Linked DNA regions of Mus musculus: regions 1, 3, 4, 5 and 6 are each linked to region 2. Evidence: chromatin contacts called from public Hi-C and promoter capture Hi-C data. All regions are on one chromosome and are shown on one strand. Each heading gives the region's core, a stretch centred on a gene start, on an enhancer-like site or on the middle of the called end of the contact. The rest is flanking DNA. Distances are from core to core; before and after follow the strand shown. Region 1 holds the start of Efnb2 (ephrin B2). Region 2 holds the start of Ankrd10 (ankyrin repeat domain 10). Region 3 holds the start of Rasa3 (RAS p21 protein activator 3). Region 4 holds the start of Coprs (coordinator of PRMT5, differentiation stimulator). Region 5 holds the start of Arglu1 (arginine and glutamate rich 1). Region 6 holds the start of Upf3a (UPF3 regulator of nonsense transcripts homolog A (yeast)).

Region 1 (2,733 bases), core at 174-2,673, 3.0 Mb before region 2:
GAAGGCGTCGTTAAAATTAAGCCACCTAAGTGGACCGCGCCGCACTGGACCTAGACCACCAGTTCCGACGCGAAGGGAGAGGCCGACATGCAGAGAGCTCGCCGCCTGAGCTCTCTGGCTGAGCCATCGAGCTCCCCGCGCACATTCGGGCTAGCAAGAAGGCGCCGAGGTATCCCGGCTCAGGGACGCCCCGGGCCCAGCTCCCTTCCTCTAAGGGACGCTCCACCACCCCAGACTCTCAGTTCTTGTCGCCTTCTCGCTGGGCCCCGGCCCGTGGCTCCCGCGCTCCTCGCAAGCGCAGCATCTCTCGGAGCCCGCCAATGTGTGTCTGTAGCCCCGTTAGTGGCAACGTCCTCCGTCCTCGAAAAAGAAAGGAGGCCGGGTAGCGCCATCAGACACCTTACCGGGCATGCCACCAAGTCGCCAGGGCTTTGGGACTCCTAGAGCACTTGAGGTTGGAGCCTAATTAGAGTACCCTTGGAACCCGCGCTCTCAAGATCAACCGGTCCCCACCTAGAGAAATGTGGAAGGGTGGGGGATAGGGGACAGGAGCCCCAGGTTCTAGAAACAGGGTCCAAGGCCTCCTCCCGCCCGGACCATACAGCGTACCCCGGGCGCCGGCCGAGGGCACCGCGGAAGAGAGAAGGCTCGTGGACACCACTTACTTGGAGTTCGAGGAATTCCAGTAGATAGGCTCTAAAACTATCGATCTGGAGATCGCAGTTCTGCACAAAACCATCAAAAGTCCCCAACAGTACTTCCACACAGAGTCCCTCCTGGACCGGGCCATGGCCATGCCCAAGCCGCTCCCAGTTCTGCGCACTCCGGGACGCGTTGGGACCGGCCGCGGGCAGCGACCCCCAATCCTCCGGGGCGGACACGCCGCGCCGCTCCCGCGGTCGCCGAGGCCAGGTGCGCTCACCCTGCGCGTCCCTCAGCGCGCGGGGTGGGGTCGAACGCGCGGGGCGCGGCGGCTCGGCGGACTCGGGGCTCCGGGGCGCTGCGCCGGACGCAGCTGGGACAGTCGGCTCCCGTGCGGCTCCAGGGTGCCGGGCCAGCCGCGGAGGGCGGGCGCGGCGAGGGCACTGGGCCGGGACAAAGGCCCGCAGCGGAGAGACGAGTCGGTGTGAGGCGGCGGGTGCTGCTCCCCGAGAGGGGCCGCCTGACTATAGATCCAGGACAGCGGGCAGTGGCCCGGGCAAGCGAGCGCCGCGTCGGCGCGGTTCCATGTCCTGGAGCGCAGAGATAAAGGGCGCCTCCTGAATCCTCGCAACTCGCGGCCACTAAGCAGTCAGGAGAGCACTGGAACCCCCGCAGGCGTCTGACGCGCGCGGGCCTTTGTGTGCGGGGAGGGCGCCAGGACCCGCTCTGCGCGCAGCTCCGCGATCCGACCGGTGCCTCTGTCCCCGCCGCGGAGAGTCAGCGCGCCGGGCGCGCTGTCAGAGCACTATAAACGCGGGGCCCCGCCCAGTCAAACGCAGCCCATTGGCTCGCCGCGCCGCGAGCGCGCGCTGATTGGGCAGCATTCCCGTCAGTCTGCCGCCCCCTACCCGACACTGGGCACCCAGAGGTAGGGCGCCCCTGACAGGTGAGCCCCGCCCCCAGGACGAGCCCCGCTGGGCGCCGGGCACAGGGTTGGTCGCCTCTTAGCCACTCGCACCAGCAGGGTCACCTCGCCCGGCAAGTGCCTGTGCTGGCGAGTGCCCTCGCTAGGATAGGGCGAGACGTGGTGGACGCAGCGTTCCGCCTTGTGGCGCTCGCTCCCTGCCGCCCCTCGCGCGTATGGCGCCCTGGTACTTGGCGGATCCCTCTGAGCCATTAACTGAGGGCCTTCTAACTTGATTCTGGCACCAAGTGTTCCGGCCCGGTCCGACGCAACTCAAATCAGACTCTCACGAGGCTGAGAGCCTTAGCAGCCCACCGGCAGTGCGAGCCAGTCTGCCGCCCTTCCCGACCCCGAGACCCAACTCCGTGCGCCCGCTCCCTTTCCGGTCCTCTCCCCGCAAGAACAGCGCCTCCAAAGCTCCACTACCAACGTCTGGGAGGACTTTTCTTCACTAGCTCCCGGGACACCCCGCGACCCCACAGTGGCCAGGAAGTTAGGTGTGACCCGGACAACTATCAGTCAGAGAAGTGGCAGTTGTGATACTCGGTTGCTTGCCCAAGACCGATTTTGAAAAACTGAACCACGGCTGTGACTTCTACGGATCCACAGCGCCCACTAGCGCCCACTTTTGCCTCTCCGTACTTCAGAACAAGCCTACCGGTTACAGGATCAAATCTTAAGGATCCAGATATTCCCAAGTCGAAAACCACTTGCTTAAGATGCCCGTTATCAGAGAGAACAAAGTAGGTGGAAGGCACAGTCCCATGTACAGCCCATGGCCCAGCAAAAATTAACCACGTCTCTTCTTACAATGCTGTCCATCAATACCAGAACTTCTTCAAATGGAACTAAGCAGTTTCCACACCGATATCTTTAAAAACAAGCCCCATGATTTAGTTACTAACTACTCCCAACACCCCCCCCGCCCCCTTCATCCTTCTTTAAAACAAATTTCGAGCTTTAAAAAGTGTTGACTTTCAAAAACCTTAATGTAAGTTAGTGTATACTGCAACTACGAATTGGTTTGGAAAAACTCGTTTAAGACCAAAACACAATGTATTGAACACACCAAAATACAGCTTTAAGAAACCCTTTTCTGTAATTACTATTTTTAACTATGCCTGCAA
Region 2 (2,700 bases), core at 19-2,518:
ACAAGATGGTTCCGTATCTTAAGACCATCCAGGTTTCAGATAGGAAAGCTCAGAACTACAACGTCCTCGCCTCCGCTACAATACTGGTCTCCAAAGTCAAGTCTACAACTCGTTCTCCGTAGACGTGAAAATGCTCCTTTAGCTTTAGATCAAATTCTGGTAAACAGTACAGCGTGAATTTTGCCGCTTTATGGCGCAGAAGCACTTCTGTGTGCAGGTTAACTAAGGCGACCACGAGAAGGTGGATTCCCAGCGACTACCTGCACCCAACTGCATGCCACCTTTCAACACCAGGAGAACGGGGCCAATTAGCGCAGCTTACACAGGACGGTCCCGGTGGAGAGGGGGCCGATAGGCATGGCCGCGACCCCGCCGTCGGCCATAGCAGGTGCAGACTTGACACCCCCGGCTACGAGGGCAGCGCCCATCCCTCCGTGCCTTCAGGGGGCCCTGCACCCGGTTTCCATTAGACAGAAGCGCGAGGCCCCCAGTTTCCTCCTCGCCACGATTCCCGAAGCCCGGCGGCCTCCGCGCAAACGGCCTCAACTGCAGTCTGCCCGCCCCGCTCGGAAGAGCCACAAGTGTGCACATGCGCCCTGGATCCTTCGGGGGAGCCGGCGAGACGGACCCCATTTCCGCCCCGCCTCCCAACACTCCCCGCGCCCCCGGAGGTCCTGGGTCGCGCGCCGCCCGCCGCACATGCGCCTTGAAGCCCTCGAGGCGCCCGCGGCGTCTGAGCAGCTTCCGCGCCCCCCACCCCCCACCGTCCTGGGTCGCAGACCGCGCGGTACCGCACATGCGCCCTGGAACTCTCAGGGGTTGCGCTGCCGCTGCCGACCGCGCTCTCCAGACACCGTGGGGTGCGCTCTGACCCTAACAGCACACCACGCGGAAAATGGCGCCTTAAAGTGCCCGCGCCCACCTTGCCGAAGTGCGCAGCCCAGTGCACGGGCGTCCAGCCGTAGAAGGAGTCCTCAGCGGCCAGGTGAGCGCGCGGCGTGTGTGGCAGCAGCGAACAGAGCGCGACCAGGTCCCCGTCCCGGCAGGCGCGGTGCAGCGGGAAGCGGAGCGACAGCAGCTCCTCGCTGGAGAAGCCTGCCTCCACGGCCGCGCCCGCTCCCGCTGACATGATGGGTCGCTAGGAAGCACGCGACTGATCGGCCAGAGGAATGTGCCGGTGAAGGCCTGCGAAGCTGCCGCCACTCGAACACAAAGGACAGGCGAGCTGCTGCCGCGTCCCATCCGCATCCGAGCGCAGCGAGCACTGAGGGCGGGACCTGAGCCACGGGGCGGAGCCTGCGCCTTGAGAGGGTGGGGCCTAACAGTCCGCTGCCTCCGACCGCTGCTGACGCCCGTGGTGGGGCGAGGCCCGCGCCTGGATAGGGTGGGGCCTCCCGCAGGTGGTGCTGAGGCTGGCGCCTGGGATAGGGCGTGGCCTTGGCTGCAGGGCGGGGCCTTCTCAGGGTCTGCGCAGGAACGCCGCCTTAGGCGTCTGGTGGTGAAGTTAGGGGCTGGGAGGCGATCACCGCTTGAGGAGGCCGCTACTGATGCCAACGCTGAAGGTGTAGGGGTTGAGGGTGGGCCTGCACGTTAGTGTGGTTAGAGGGACGAGACTTGCCGGGCAGTGGTGGCGCACGCCTTTAATCCCAGCACTTGGGCGTCAAAGGCAGGTGGATTTCTGAGTTCAAGGCCAGCCTGGTCTACAGAGTCAGTTCCAGGACAGCCAGGGCTATACAGAGAAACCCTGTCACGAAAAACAAACAAACAAACAAACAAAACAAAACAAAAAAAGGAGGGGGGAGACTTGGCTGCGACTGAAGCCTGAGGAGGCCGCGCCTGAGACCTCGCCTGAAGCCGGAGGCCTACGACCCTGGCTGTAAACCTTGCCTGGGGCAAGGCCAAAGCCCAGGCCGGCCTCTCTGTGATTGGCAGCTGAAAGCCACGCCTTAACTAAAGGAGGAGAGTCTGGGATTTGGAGCGGAGCGGCGCTCTGGTCGATTCCTGGGGCGGCTGGGCGTGACCTGGCGCTGGTGGGTGTGACCTGGAGCGGTTGGAGCTCGGCCGCAGGTTCCTGCTGAGGACGATGCCTGAGGCGCTACTTCTAAATAGAGCTGCTGCTCTGCCAGGCACACTCGCGAGTGGGGACTCAGGACTCTGGCAGCCGGCCCTGGCCTGCTTCCGCGGTTGCCTGAGTTCCTCCAATTAGTGTTTATTGGGCGCCTGCGGAGCACAGCTCCTCATTAAAAACCCGAAAACAAGGGTGCAGCCAGTTAACTTCGGTATGCCTTAATTGGAATGGATGCCAGAGAGAATCGAGAGGCCCTGGCGTCTGTAACTGTAAAGCATGAGTCACGTGAGCAGGCTGGGCACATGGTGAAAGAAATTTTAGAAAAATTGACTACTAAATTCTCTTTCCAATGGTACAATGCTATGGTTGTAAAAAATTTGAAATTTTTCTTTTTTCTTTTTCTTTTTGTTCTAATTTTGGTTTTTCGAGACAGGGTTTCACTGTGTAGCCCAGCCTGGTCTACTCACTCTGTAGACCAGGCTGGCCTTGAACTCAGAAATCCTCCTGCTTCTGCTGGGATTAAAGGCGAGCACCACCACCTCCTGGCTATAAAATTTGAAAATCATACTGAGCCATTAAGGAGTAGACACTATTCATGGAAGTTTTACTTTTTTTTTTTTTTTTTTTTGGTT
Region 3 (2,765 bases), core at 265-2,764, 2.0 Mb after region 2:
GACCCTTCTCACCAACTGACCTGATTCTGCCCCAGCAGTATTCCACAGCAACCTCCCCAGATCCTTGAGCAAAAGGGCACAGCACCCCTGGAGCCTGGTGGACTCACTTGGTCAGAGGATCTGGCTGAAGGAAACTGAAGCTGGCCACCCTCACACAAGTAGTCTTTGCCCACAGAGGACAGAAAGCAGCCCCTTTCCTCAGATGGAAACTGACAGCAATTCCAGGCATAAGAGCAAGAGAAATCCCTCCCGTGCCCTCTGCTCCAGCCCAAACACCACATGCTCTCCGCAGCGCTTCTGAACCAAAGATCAAACTGTCTCGGGCGATGATTCAAAAGCAAAATAAAGCGGACAGGAAGCAACACGCTGATTGCGAGTAGCTGGCATTCTTCAGACAGCATCGAATGTCATCAACAACTGACACCAGGCTGTGACTGTTGCCACCCACTAGGGGCCTTTTCACATGGGAACAGGCCAGTAATGTGGGGCGCAGTTCAGAGGGAAAAGACTACAGGGACGGTGCACTAGGACCCAGAATTCCTTCCAAGAAAATTGGCCCCTGCCCAGTGTGTTAATGACTTGATGTGTAACGGTCACTTCAGAAAACCACTGTAAGGAAGTAGACTCACACGTCACTCACAAGATAAAAAACAACTGGGAAAAACGAAATCTCCAGGTTAAAAAAAAAAAAATCAGGAAGTCCTCTCCAGGTCTCTCCAGTTCCACTTCACTCCCCGTTCCTAGCGTTGCTGCCGAAGTCCCGACCAGCCCAGAGCAGCCTGAATGCCAGGCCTGCCGGCCACAGCTCCCACGGCCAGTTCTCAATGAAAGGAGGGGGAGGTGCTGGTGGCTCCATCACCAGGCCTGCAGCGCGCAGACACCACACACACACACACACACACACACACACACACACGGTCGCGCGCGTGCACGGCCTCGAAGCCTGCAGCAGCCGAAAAGGTGAAGGGGCGCCCCCTCCTTGGGAAATAAGTTCCTGCGCACAACTGTGGAGAGGACACCAGGAGACTGACATCAGTAGACCCGATCCCTGAAGTGGGAGCACCCAGACGGATCCGCGCGTGCTCGTGCATGTAAAGTCAGGCGCCTGGGATCTGGAGCGGTGCTGCGCACACGGACACACGCAGGCAACCACGCGCGCTCACTCCCACAAACAGACGCCCCCTGATACAGGTCCCTCCTCCCCCGCAATGCCACGGAGAACCGGGCAGTCTAGGCGGAGAAACACGAGGAGCCGGTCCAGCCCGGCCGGATACCAAGAACAGGGGTCTGGGGAGTTGCCCACGCCACCGCGGTCCTCACCAATCTTGATCCTCACGCTCTGGAAGACCCGCAGTCCCTCTTCCTCCACCGCCATGCTGCTTGTCGACCTCGCCAACGCGCGAGGGCCCGGCAGCGCGGCCGCAGAAGGGGGACAAGACAGGGGAAGAAGCCGGCAGACGGAGCCGAGCTGCGGATGCCCCCAGAGCCCCGCGCGCTGCGGTCCGCGCTCTGACCGGGTGCACCGCCTCGCGCCCTTCCATTGGCAGAGCTCGGGGGCGGGGCTGCGGGCGCCTTCCTTCGCCAGAGCCCCGATCTTCATTGGCTAAGGCTCTGCATGGGGTGGGGTAGTACGACTCCGCCTACTGTCAAACACTGCATTCCATTGGTCGGGTCTGTAAGGAGGCGGAGGCGGACTCTAAGGCGGGATCGGAAGGGACTTGCCTTGGAGTGCCCCTGAAGCGGTCCCTCTTCACAGCCCTCGCTGGTCCGGTCTCTCTGGACCTGGGACAAAGAGAGATCGTGAGTATTGATCTGTGTTTTGACCGCCAGGTCCCGTAAGACCGACTCGCACTTAAAATCTAAAAAGCTATATTCAAACAAAAGGTATGAAAGGAAAAGATTTCCTCTAGCCCCAGCTTCAGCGACTGAGAAAAGTGACACCTGCCGATCGCTCTGGAGAAATCAGAAGGTGATATGCTGTCAAAGTGAGGGCAAGTGGACCCTGTGCCCAGCAAGCAGTCCCTGCTTACCCTGTGGTGTGCTTGGGCAGCCTCAACGCGGCCCTTGAATTTAGCATTCCAGAACCTTCAAACCTGGTGCTTACTGGCAATTTGATTGGTATGCAACTTTAGAATTGTTGTATCTCTACAACGATACTGTGAGGTCCTATCCCCGATCCCTCCACTAAGTTTTTCCTGCAGCTGGCATAACTCCCAGCTTTCCTAGAGGGCCAAGAGCTCTAGTCCCTCGTTCCTTATAGTAGTCACAGAAGTGTCTCCCAGAGGCCCTGGTGGGTGGGGAGTGGCGGTAGAGATAGCCTCTGCAGTGGGTTTGAAGGAGGCCTGCCTTTCGGTAGGACTGAAAACGGAAGTGGCATCGCTTGAGGAGTCAGGAGGCTAGGTCATTGATACACCAACTGAAAGGTGTGACACAAAAATCCCTTGGTGCTATACGGTAGCTCTCTCACCAGCAGCCAAAGAGCAGAAATACAGTGTATAGGCAGGACACCCAGGAAGGTGCTGGAACTCCAGAGAAGCTGATTTGGAACCCTCCAGAAGCTGCTGTGCCATAGACAGGCTCTGACTGGGAAGAGAGGGAGCCGCTCTGGGTTAACACATCTAAAACCCTGAATCTCCGGCTCAGGAACTCAGCTTAGTGGTAGAGAACTTGGGTAGGAGGCACATGACTGGACAGGGATGGGGGTGGTGGTGGGGAAGGACACAAAATCACCAAAAGACTGCTTTAGCTGGGCTGCTGTACTGTGA
Region 4 (2,700 bases), core at 166-2,665, 2.3 Mb after region 2:
AGCCAACAATAATAACAAAACCACCTGTTAGACTGCAAGAAGTAACACTTCTTTGACTTAAATTGCAATATTTATTTTATTTGTGTATATTTGTGTGTGTGTGAATATACCAGGAGGATCCCCTGGAGAGGGAGTTGCAGAGGGCTGAGACATCTGTTGTGGGTGCTAAGAGCCAAGCCAAACTCTGTAAGACCACCATGGCTGTCTTTCCAGCCTTCATCCTGCATGTAAATAAACTGTACTTAGCACTCACCCTAATTACCGTTCATTATCTAGTCACCCCTGAGCTTTAATGACTCTATCTCCTGTAGTCCGTGATAACCACAGACCACTGCTGCCCCCTATGGTGCTGGACCTCTTACTTGAACCTCACGCCTATCTCCCTACTCCTGCTCACCCTTCCACTTAAAAGCTTCGCGAGCCCTCCACTGCCATCACAGACCAGCAATGCCATTCATATTGACTCTCACGTTCCTTTCTGTAAGAAGCCTGCTCTCCGACCCAAGCTCCAAGGCCATTTGCCTTGCCCTTTCTCATATCCAGACCTTTGCTGGGCCTACCCTCTCACCCAAGAACATCCTTTCCAGATCCGCCCTAACAACATCACTCTCCTATTTTGCAAAAGTGATTTTCTTTGCAAATCTATTGGTACTTGAATAGCAGCTTCAAGTACCATCACTGAGGCTCTGGTAAGCGTTCTATTCATTCATCCAATTAGGATACACCAGGCATAGGTGCGGCTTCTGGGAAACAGGATGTCTACAGTCAAGAAGCTCGCAGTAGGTGGATGCAATACGGGCAGGTCATGGGGAAAGGCTGTATGGCGCGCACTTAAAAACAAGTTTCTGAAAACCCGTGTCACAAGGGGACCATTCGTTTCATCAAATGGGAAAAAGCACGGGTGACATCTGGCGTCCAAGGTCAGCTACACATCCCCACCAATGGCCAGAGGTCCTCAAGGTGAGAAAAAAAAAATCCGTTTCCTCGCAGCTCCCACCTGACCCAGCCCCCTGCGGCTGGAGCGGGCTCAGGGCAGCCGGCTCCGGGAAGCCAGCTCCGCGTTCCCTGCATTCACTCCCGCAGATGCTCCCCAGCAGCCCCAGTGTCCCTCTCCCTTCAGCGCCAGCCACAGCCTAGGGCTCGGGTCCGCGCGCGTTCCCGCGCCCACTGCCGTTACCGGCCAGGCTCTCTGCGTGCACTCGCGCGGCCCCGGCGTTTCCCGGGTGAGCGGCCTCCCGGCAGCGCGTGAACCCCGCGGTTTCCCGCCTGGGTGGTCGCGGATGCCCGCGTCCCCCACCCCGTCGCGCTCACCTCCGCGCTGGGGGCCTCCTGCGAACTCCGCTCGCCCGGGCCCCGACCGGTGGCTGCCTGAGGGTCCATGCCCGGCCGCCCACAGCCAGGCGCCTGGGACGCTCCGGCACGTGACGGCCGACGGGCTGCGGACAAGCCAATCGGCGTGGGGCGGCGCGGCGACCGAGGGGGCGGGGCGGCGCAGGGGCAGCGCCGGACGGCACGCCCACCTGCGTTGTTGTGCGGGACCGCAGGCTCTACAGCTCTTTCTGACCTCTAGTGCTGGTTTCGAGCCTTAGGCCTGATTGGGCACTGAGCCATCCCAGCCACACGGGGCTTTCCTACTGCATTGTGAAATGACACATAGAGCCCACCCGGGTGTCACACAGTCACAGCCGATGGGCTCCATCACTTTTCTCTCTACCCAATCACAGGGTTTTCCAGATTGCAGGCTGCACCCGCACTACAGCATCCCTTAATGAGGGACTTCAGCAACCTGAAATGATCTGAAATGATAACCCAGCAGCCTGGAGACATGCTGCTTTGATTTAATGATCGTCTTTAAAGTCAATCTGCAAGGAACCAGGATAAAGGAGCAAAACAACGTGCCACCACAAAAACAAGGTGGTGTTAGGAACTTAGAGTCAAAAGCCAGTGCTCCAAGTCAGTAATGTGACTTTGTTGAATAATTCTCCGTTTTCCGTTTCTCTTAGGAGTGTCAGAGGCTACAGCTAAAAAGTTTTGCCCACATGACTACTGGAACAGGAGCTGGACAAAGATGATACCAGTAGACATGCTAATTGGCTCACAAAGCCTCAACCCTACACACAGAACTATAGGCAACTAAGGATTGCTGAGAGTGGGAGAGATAGCCTTCCCCAAGGAAGAGTACCGTTGGTTATCCAGTACCCAGTGGTTGGTTATCCAGTATTCAGTGGTTGGTTATTCAGTACCCAATGGTCTGCCCTGGAAGCCCTACACATGCAAGTAACATTGTATAGACTGAGCAGATTGTATTTAGGTACATTCACATACACACACACACACACACACACACACACACACACACACATGCACACATACACATTCACACATTCACACATACACATTCACAGATACACACATTTGTCACACATATACACATACAAATGAGCGTTCACACACAACACATTCGCGCGCGCACATTCACACACGTTCACACATATATTTCTCACACACACATTCACACATACATTTCTCACACATATACACACACATTCACCCATACACATTCACACACGTTCACACACACACACACAAATAGATTTCACACACGCACACACACAAGCGCGCGTTTGACTAACCTGTTCTCAGGAGATACTTGCTTCCCACTGCATGATTGCTATTCCCACAGCAGCTTGGGGAAAGGAA
Region 5 (2,728 bases), core at 136-2,635, 2.9 Mb before region 2:
CACTACAGTGCTTCGCTGTGTTCAATCCCTTACCTCCCTCCTAGGGGCTTCTGGAAAACCTGCCTACCACAAAAATCTGCCTTCTATTTTTTTGCAGAAAATAGAAACCCCTACACAAGTCATATACACAAACTACCTAGTTCCTGCTTCATAACCACTTATTCAAGTCTTCAGTTAATTACTCCGGAAACGATGGCTGGCTTAACAGGGAACACATATGCTTAGTATTATTGCTCCACGTGGCTGGGGCGGGGGGGGGGAGGGGGGCTGGGCACATCTTTTTTAAAAAAGTACTTCACAACGTTCAAGTTTACTCTGGTTGGGTCATCAACACCTACTTTCACATCGAAAGCCGCCTCACTCAAAACCACGTGATCTTCCCCCAAATTTCAAGTCCAGTCCCCTGATGGGAACCGGTTTTGCCCTAAGTGAAAAATTCGGATAAGAGCGCTCTGAAACTAGAAGCATTTAGGCGGGCAAACAGCAGGGTCAACAGTAGGGTCAAGCATGCTCACTAGAGGGGCTGAGGCCAAGACAAAAAAGAGAGGGGCCGGAGAGGCACCCCGGGTGTCCGCTGCAACTTTGTGCATCTGTCTTTGAACGACCGTATGAAAGGAGGTTCAGAAAGGGCCCACACTCTCAAGCCGGGCGCGCCCCGGGACGGACCCCCGCACAGGTGCCCTGCGCTCCAACGCCTCGGGCCCGGGGATCCGCAGCCCCGCCAACCTCCCGCCTCGCGCCCTCAACTCGGACTTCCGGGCCGGCGCTCCCGCCCCACCCGGCCCCCGTGAGCGCGCCCCGCGCCTCCAGCCGCGCGCCCCTCACATTTTTCGCTGTCGCTCGAACTCCGCCTTCTTCTCCTCCTCCTCGCGCTTCTGCTTCTCGTCCAGGCTGCTGCGCTTGCTCACCGTGCGCCCGAAGATGTCGATGCGGTCGGGCGGGGACGAGGCGCGCTCCCGCTCGCGCCGGGATGCCGCCGCGTTGGTGGAGCGCGAGCGGGAGCGCGACTCCCGCCGCCGGTTCCGTTTGCTCTCCCGGGACTTGGAGCGCTTCCGCACCCGCTCCTTGTCCCGCGAGCGCGAGCGCGAGCGGCTGCGCTTCTTGTTGTGCTTGGAGCTCTTGGTGTGCTTAGAGCGGGACGAGCTCCGGCTCCGCGACCGGCCCATCCTCGCGCCGCGCGGCGCCCGCCGCCTGTCGCCCGCTGCCCGCCGCAGGCCGCCCCCTCGCCGCTGGGAAGCGCGGCCCCCCGCCCGCGGACCCTCCGCCTCGCCCCAAGCGCACCCGCCACGCACACGGCCGCCTCCGCCGCGAAGGCCTAGCAGGCCCGGCCCGGAGTCCCTAAGATGGCAGCTGTGGCAGCACCGGCCGCCCTTCCCACAATGCCCCGCGCCGAGCGTGCCGGCACGAGCCCCGCCCCCTGACGACGTCGCCTAGGAGGGCCGGCGAATGCGGCCGAGCGCGCTCGGCTCTTTCCGCCGCTGCGTGGCAACTAAAGAGAAGAATGCTGGCCAGCCTTCAGGTCTTTAACTTTCACCTCAACAAGACCCACGAAAACCTTAGGAGTTGGAGAATATTTATGATGAGCCTTGGCTGAAAGACAGGATAAGGCCCGAGTAATTGGGAAAGTCCTGTTGTTTCCTTAGCCAGCATTGAGAATGTATCAATTGTGAGTTGGATGTGGTGGTACATGCCCAGAATTTTAGCCCCTAGAAGATGGATCAGAAGGACCAGTTGTCCAAGGTCAGCCTTGGCTATTTAGTAAGTTGGAGGCCAGCTGGGGTTGCACACATACATACATACATACATGCATGCATACATACCAACCAGAACAATTAATAAATTGTTAATAATTTATTGTAAACAAACAATAAATTAGAACAATGCCCAGAGGAGTCCCAAGTTTTCTTAAGAATGTATATGTTAGAGCCAGTTAAATGCTCTTAATAAAGTTTTATTTAAAAGGTTACAGTTTTGTGGATTTTGCCAGCCTGGACTACATAATGAGCTCAAGGCCTAGTCCCAGAGAGCAATAGCTCTCTTTAAAGACATCGAAAAGAAAAATGGGTAGTGGCCTATCTCAATGAGTCTTTTAGTTTTTGAGCTGCTATAGCAAAATACCAATGACTCATTATTTTATACCCAAGAGAAAGTTGTTTCCTACAGTTCTGGAGGCTGAGAACTCTATTAAGTAGTGGATCTGTTTGTGCTAAGGATTCTGTCTGAGCTTCCAGCAGGAGACCTTAGGAGGGGAAAAGAATGCATAAGATAAGGGTTCCCTTGTAAACATCTTAAGAACACTAGGCCAAAAAAACCCCAACCAAACAAAACACACACACACAAAACACACTAGTTGCATTTTTTTTTAAACCAAAGCCCCAGGGCTTACTCTCTTTCCCAAAGGGCCCACCTTTTAATGCTGAAACATTGCATATTAGGTCCAATTCATGAAGTTTAGAGGAAGGGTTCTTCTGGAGGTTCAAAGGCAGTAAGGATTCCACTCTACCTCTCTGTATGTGTGTGTATGTGTAGGTTTTTTTGAGACAGTTTCTCTCTGCAGCCCTGGACAGCTCTGTGGTCTATCATGGAACTAGCTTTGTAGTCCAGTTTGATCTGGAATTCAGAGATCTGCCTGCCTCTGCCTCCCAAATGCTGGGATTAAAGGCGTACACCATCACCATCGTAGCCTCATTCTTTCTTTTTATGTGTGTGTGTGGTGCTGGGGATGTAA
Region 6 (2,976 bases), core at 346-2,845, 2.1 Mb after region 2:
CCTTGACTGCATCTGGACTGCAGTGTCTGTGTGCTGACCTTTAGGAAGTATATCCAGAAAATTGCACTTTGATGATGCTGGTCTTATTAATCACAACTGATTCTTCATCCCCAGCTAACCATCATTATTTGTCCCAATAAAGGTAGATTCTTAATCCAAATATCACAAGAACATCCCTGGTATCCCTCTGATACTTCATAATGTCTCTCTTCTTTCAATGGTATCTTTCATGTTTCCACAACTCATTACACTCTGAACACTGACCAAAAGCAACTTGTGGGAGGAAGAGATTTAGTTCCTCTTCTAGCTCTCTGGTCACATCCCTCAGTGAGGGAAATCAGAGAAGAAATTCAAGTAGGAGTTTGGAGGCAAGAACTAGCAGGGCCACAGAGAATGCTTATTGGCTTTATTACAAGCAAGGTCCAACTGCTGTGGGACCCTTTCACGTCCATTAGTCAAGAAACTGTTCCACAGGCCAATCTGATGAAAATAATGCCTCAACTCTTTCCTCTTCACAACCAAGTGACTATTTTGAGTCAAGCTGACATAAACTAACCAGCAGTTTGCCAGACAGGTGAAAGGGTGTTGGGTCAGGCACACAGGAGGACAGTCAATGGCTTTATCTTTAAGGGGGCAAAAGCCAGCCCGAGATAATTTTGGCTCCAAGCTTGTAATGTTCCAACTTTCTTCCATTGTGAAGTTACTATCCATCGACCTTGTACTATCTTAACAACTGGGTATGGGTTGGTTTTTCCTGACAACTCGTCGTCCACATTTTTATCAGCCTCTCACACGTGTGTTTTCTTCCTAATAAAGGTTAAGAGGCTATCAGAACTTCTGGTCAGTGTAACTGGTTATTCCAAACTGAGCTGGTTCAAGTGATGGGCTCAGTCCTAGCTTTCTTTGCAACACGAAATACTGGAAAACCGCTCTTGCCCAGGCTTTTATAGAACTCTCGATGTTTGAGGCCTGTTTGACGCAGACCTAAACGGTTTTGAGTCTTTGGCTTATTTAAAACGTCACATTTCAGGAGTGCCACGATCGATTTCTGAAAATCTCTCATTCTCCTTTACCATTAACGTAGGGAGAATGGTGCTATACATCATTGAGCACATGGGAAAACTGTATTGTTCGTATATCTGCTACAAATAAAATAAAAATAAAAAGCCAGACGCCTTTAATCCCAGGAGGCAGAGGATCTCTGAGCTCCAGGAGAGCCAGGTCTACAGAGTGAGTTCCAGGACAATCAAGGCTACACAAAGCCCTGTCTCAACAGAGAAAACGTGTAGGAGGGAGGCGGAGGGCAGAGTGGGGCGAGGAGAGCGACGGGTTTACTTTCGGTACTGTCCCAGTGACTCCGGGTGGACCGGGGGCTCCCAGTCCCCACCGCAGGTCAGCAGCGCACGGGACGTCCGGAGTGAGCATCTGCTCTCCGCGTGGCTGGCAGCACCGATCTCCTTCACCGTCGCCGCCGTTCTAGGACGTCCGCTGTCTTTTAAAAACTGCCGCGCTGCCCCCTACAGGCGCGGGCCAGCATTGGCACCGCCCCTTCCCTGTCAGGGCCGGGGAGGGGACACTGAACACCGAATTCCAAGGGAGGGGCTGCCTAGTCCTCGCGAGGCTTCGTTCTCGCGGAGGTGGCGGCGGCCGGCCGGCCGGTGGGGATGCGCTCGGAAGAGGGGGCCGGAGGCTTAGGCGCAGCCCTGGCTGCGCGGGGCCCGAGCTGGAGGGAGAAACTATCGAGCTCAGAGACCCACTGCCGCCGCGAGTCACCGCGGAAGGAGTCGGCGGCGCCTCCGGCCCCGACCCTAAGTGAGAGCGGGGCCGGCAAGCCTCGCGAGGAGAAGAGGACAGCCCTGAGCAAGGTGGGGGCGGGGCCCGCAAGTCTCGCGAGAGGACGGCTTCTAAGCCCCCCGGTGGGCGGGGCTTGGGGAGGGCGGGGCGGGTTGTTCATCTCAGGGGCGGAGCCTAGTCTCCGAAGTGATGCGGGCTGTTGCGAGCAGTCTGGACTAGGATTAGCGAGTCGGGGTGGAGCTGGGGAGCCGCGGTCCCCCGAGCTCCGGGGAACCTCAGGCTGAGTGGGCGTGGCGGGCGGCAGCACCTGAGTGAACGCAATGGTCATCCCAGGTGGTCCTCCGGCGTCTGCCCCCGGGCCTCACCAAAGAGCAGCTGGAAGAGCAACTGCGCCCCCTGCCGGCGCACGATTACTTCGAGGTGGTGGCTGCGGACCTCAGGTGAGGGCTGCTGCGGGACACCCACTGGTGAAGGATGGAGGACCCCGCGGGCGCTCGCAGTTGCAGTCCCCTCCCAGCTGTCAGTGCACGCCCACGTTAGGAGCGGGCAAGTCACCTCGTCAGCCCGTTACCATGCCTTCCTCGGCGTAGCTTTTAATAAACTGTATGATGAGCAAAACCGGACTGCATCCCTTACACACGTTGAGTCTGGAGTGTTTTCCCTAGTGAGGGACCAGTAACTGAGCCCTGAGAAGTGGAATCTCTCATTGCTTGCACCACCACCCAGCCAGAAGGTTCCCTGCCTGTGGGGATGCGAGCAACGCAGGGCTGACCTAAGCAGCAGATGTCAGTGCCACAGGAATTCGTGGGTTTTCCACGATACTTATTTTTATATCCTTTTATGGTATTCTTTCTCATTTGTGTCATATACGCTTTCCTTTGGGATACCAATTTTGTTTTGTTATTTTTTTTAAAGTCTATTCTAATAAAAATATGAATAATTAAATGGGTATCCTTTGAAAAACCACAGGTGGTTTTCAGGTGGCTGAAGTTTAGAAAAATGGCTAAAAGAACAGTGTGCAATTACTCGGTGTGCAATTCCGGTCCCAGCTTGTAACTTGCACCCTCTGTACGAACAACAGATTTCTCTAAACTTCTGTATTCTTTGTGAAATGGAATGGAATCGTTCCTACCTGTGAAAAGAGTTGTGTGTGAGACGGGGAGAATGATTTAGTTTTTCCTT

The links. Promoter capture Hi-C pulls out the DNA fragments that hold promoters and counts their contacts. A called contact is a pair of places that touch in the nucleus more often than the background predicts. Capture Hi-C pulls out chosen DNA fragments and counts their contacts.
Region 1: a promoter capture Hi-C map of pre-B cells shows a contact between it and region 2, with 2.1 times the contacts expected there. The contact joins the promoter of Efnb2 here to the promoter of Ankrd10 in region 2.
Region 3: a contact with region 2 is called in a promoter capture Hi-C map of pre-B cells, with 5 times the contacts expected there. The contact joins the promoter of Rasa3 here to the promoter of Ankrd10 in region 2. A contact is called at or near these places in 2 of 39 promoter capture datasets (liver and pre-B cells), 1 of 115 datasets of contacts at active chromatin or transcription factors (astrocytes) and 1 of 9 other capture datasets (liver).
Region 4: a contact with region 2 is called in a promoter capture Hi-C map of adipose tissue, with 4 times the contacts expected there. The contact joins the promoter of Coprs here to the promoter of Ankrd10 in region 2. A contact is called at or near these places in 3 of 39 promoter capture datasets (liver and pre-B cells) and 2 of 9 other capture datasets (adipose tissue and liver).
Region 5: a Hi-C map of regulatory T cells shows a contact between it and region 2, with 8 times the contacts expected there. The contact joins the promoter of Arglu1 here to the promoter of Ankrd10 in region 2. A contact is called at or near these places in 3 of 484 Hi-C or Micro-C datasets (CD4 T cells, embryonic stem cells and regulatory T cells) and 1 of 115 datasets of contacts at active chromatin or transcription factors (thymic regulatory T cells).
Region 6: a promoter capture Hi-C map of pre-B cells shows a contact between it and region 2, with 5 times the contacts expected there. The contact joins the promoter of Upf3a here to the promoter of Ankrd10 in region 2. A contact is called at or near these places in 4 of 39 promoter capture datasets (the C10 cell line, embryonic stem cells, liver and 1 more), 1 of 484 Hi-C or Micro-C datasets (embryonic stem cells), 1 of 115 datasets of contacts at active chromatin or transcription factors (embryonic stem cells) and 2 of 9 other capture datasets (adipose tissue and liver).

Annotation. Positions count from the first base shown.
Region 1 is chr8:8,659,819-8,662,551 of GRCm38.p6, forward strand. Efnb2 (ephrin B2) reads right to left here and starts at 1,424. Exons shown (of 5, transcript NM_010111.6): 1 at 666-1,424. The coding sequence starts at 796.
Region 2 is chr8:11,634,489-11,637,188 of GRCm38.p6, forward strand. Ankrd10 (ankyrin repeat domain 10) reads right to left here and starts at 1,269. Exons shown (of 6, transcript NM_133971.3): 1 at 923-1,269. The coding sequence starts at 1,129. It overlaps Mir7238 (microRNA 7238), which reads right to left and starts at 1,248; the gene lies at 1,206-1,248.
Region 3 is chr8:13,676,073-13,678,837 of GRCm38.p6, forward strand. Rasa3 (RAS p21 protein activator 3) reads right to left here and starts at 1,515. Exons shown (of 24, transcript NM_009025.2): 1 at 1,321-1,515. The coding sequence starts at 1,375.
Region 4 is chr8:13,888,856-13,891,555 of GRCm38.p6, forward strand. Coprs (coordinator of PRMT5, differentiation stimulator) reads right to left here and starts at 1,416. Exons shown (of 4, transcript NM_025556.3): 1 at 1,312-1,416. The coding sequence starts at 1,380.
Region 5 is chr8:8,689,152-8,691,879 of GRCm38.p6, forward strand. It overlaps Arglu1 (arginine and glutamate rich 1), which reads right to left and starts at 1,386. Exons shown (of 4, transcript NM_176849.3): 1 at 826-1,386. The coding sequence starts at 1,166. Mir7654 (microRNA 7654) reads right to left here and starts at 1,011; the gene lies at 942-1,011.
Region 6 is chr8:13,784,020-13,786,995 of GRCm38.p6, forward strand. It overlaps Upf3a (UPF3 regulator of nonsense transcripts homolog A (yeast)), which reads left to right and starts at 1,596. Exons shown (of 9, transcript NM_025924.2): 1 at 1,596-1,865; 2 at 2,128-2,234. The coding sequence starts at 1,665. Gm46032 (a long non-coding RNA gene) reads right to left here and starts at 1,037. Exons shown (of 2, transcript XR_001778519.2): 1 at 1-1,037.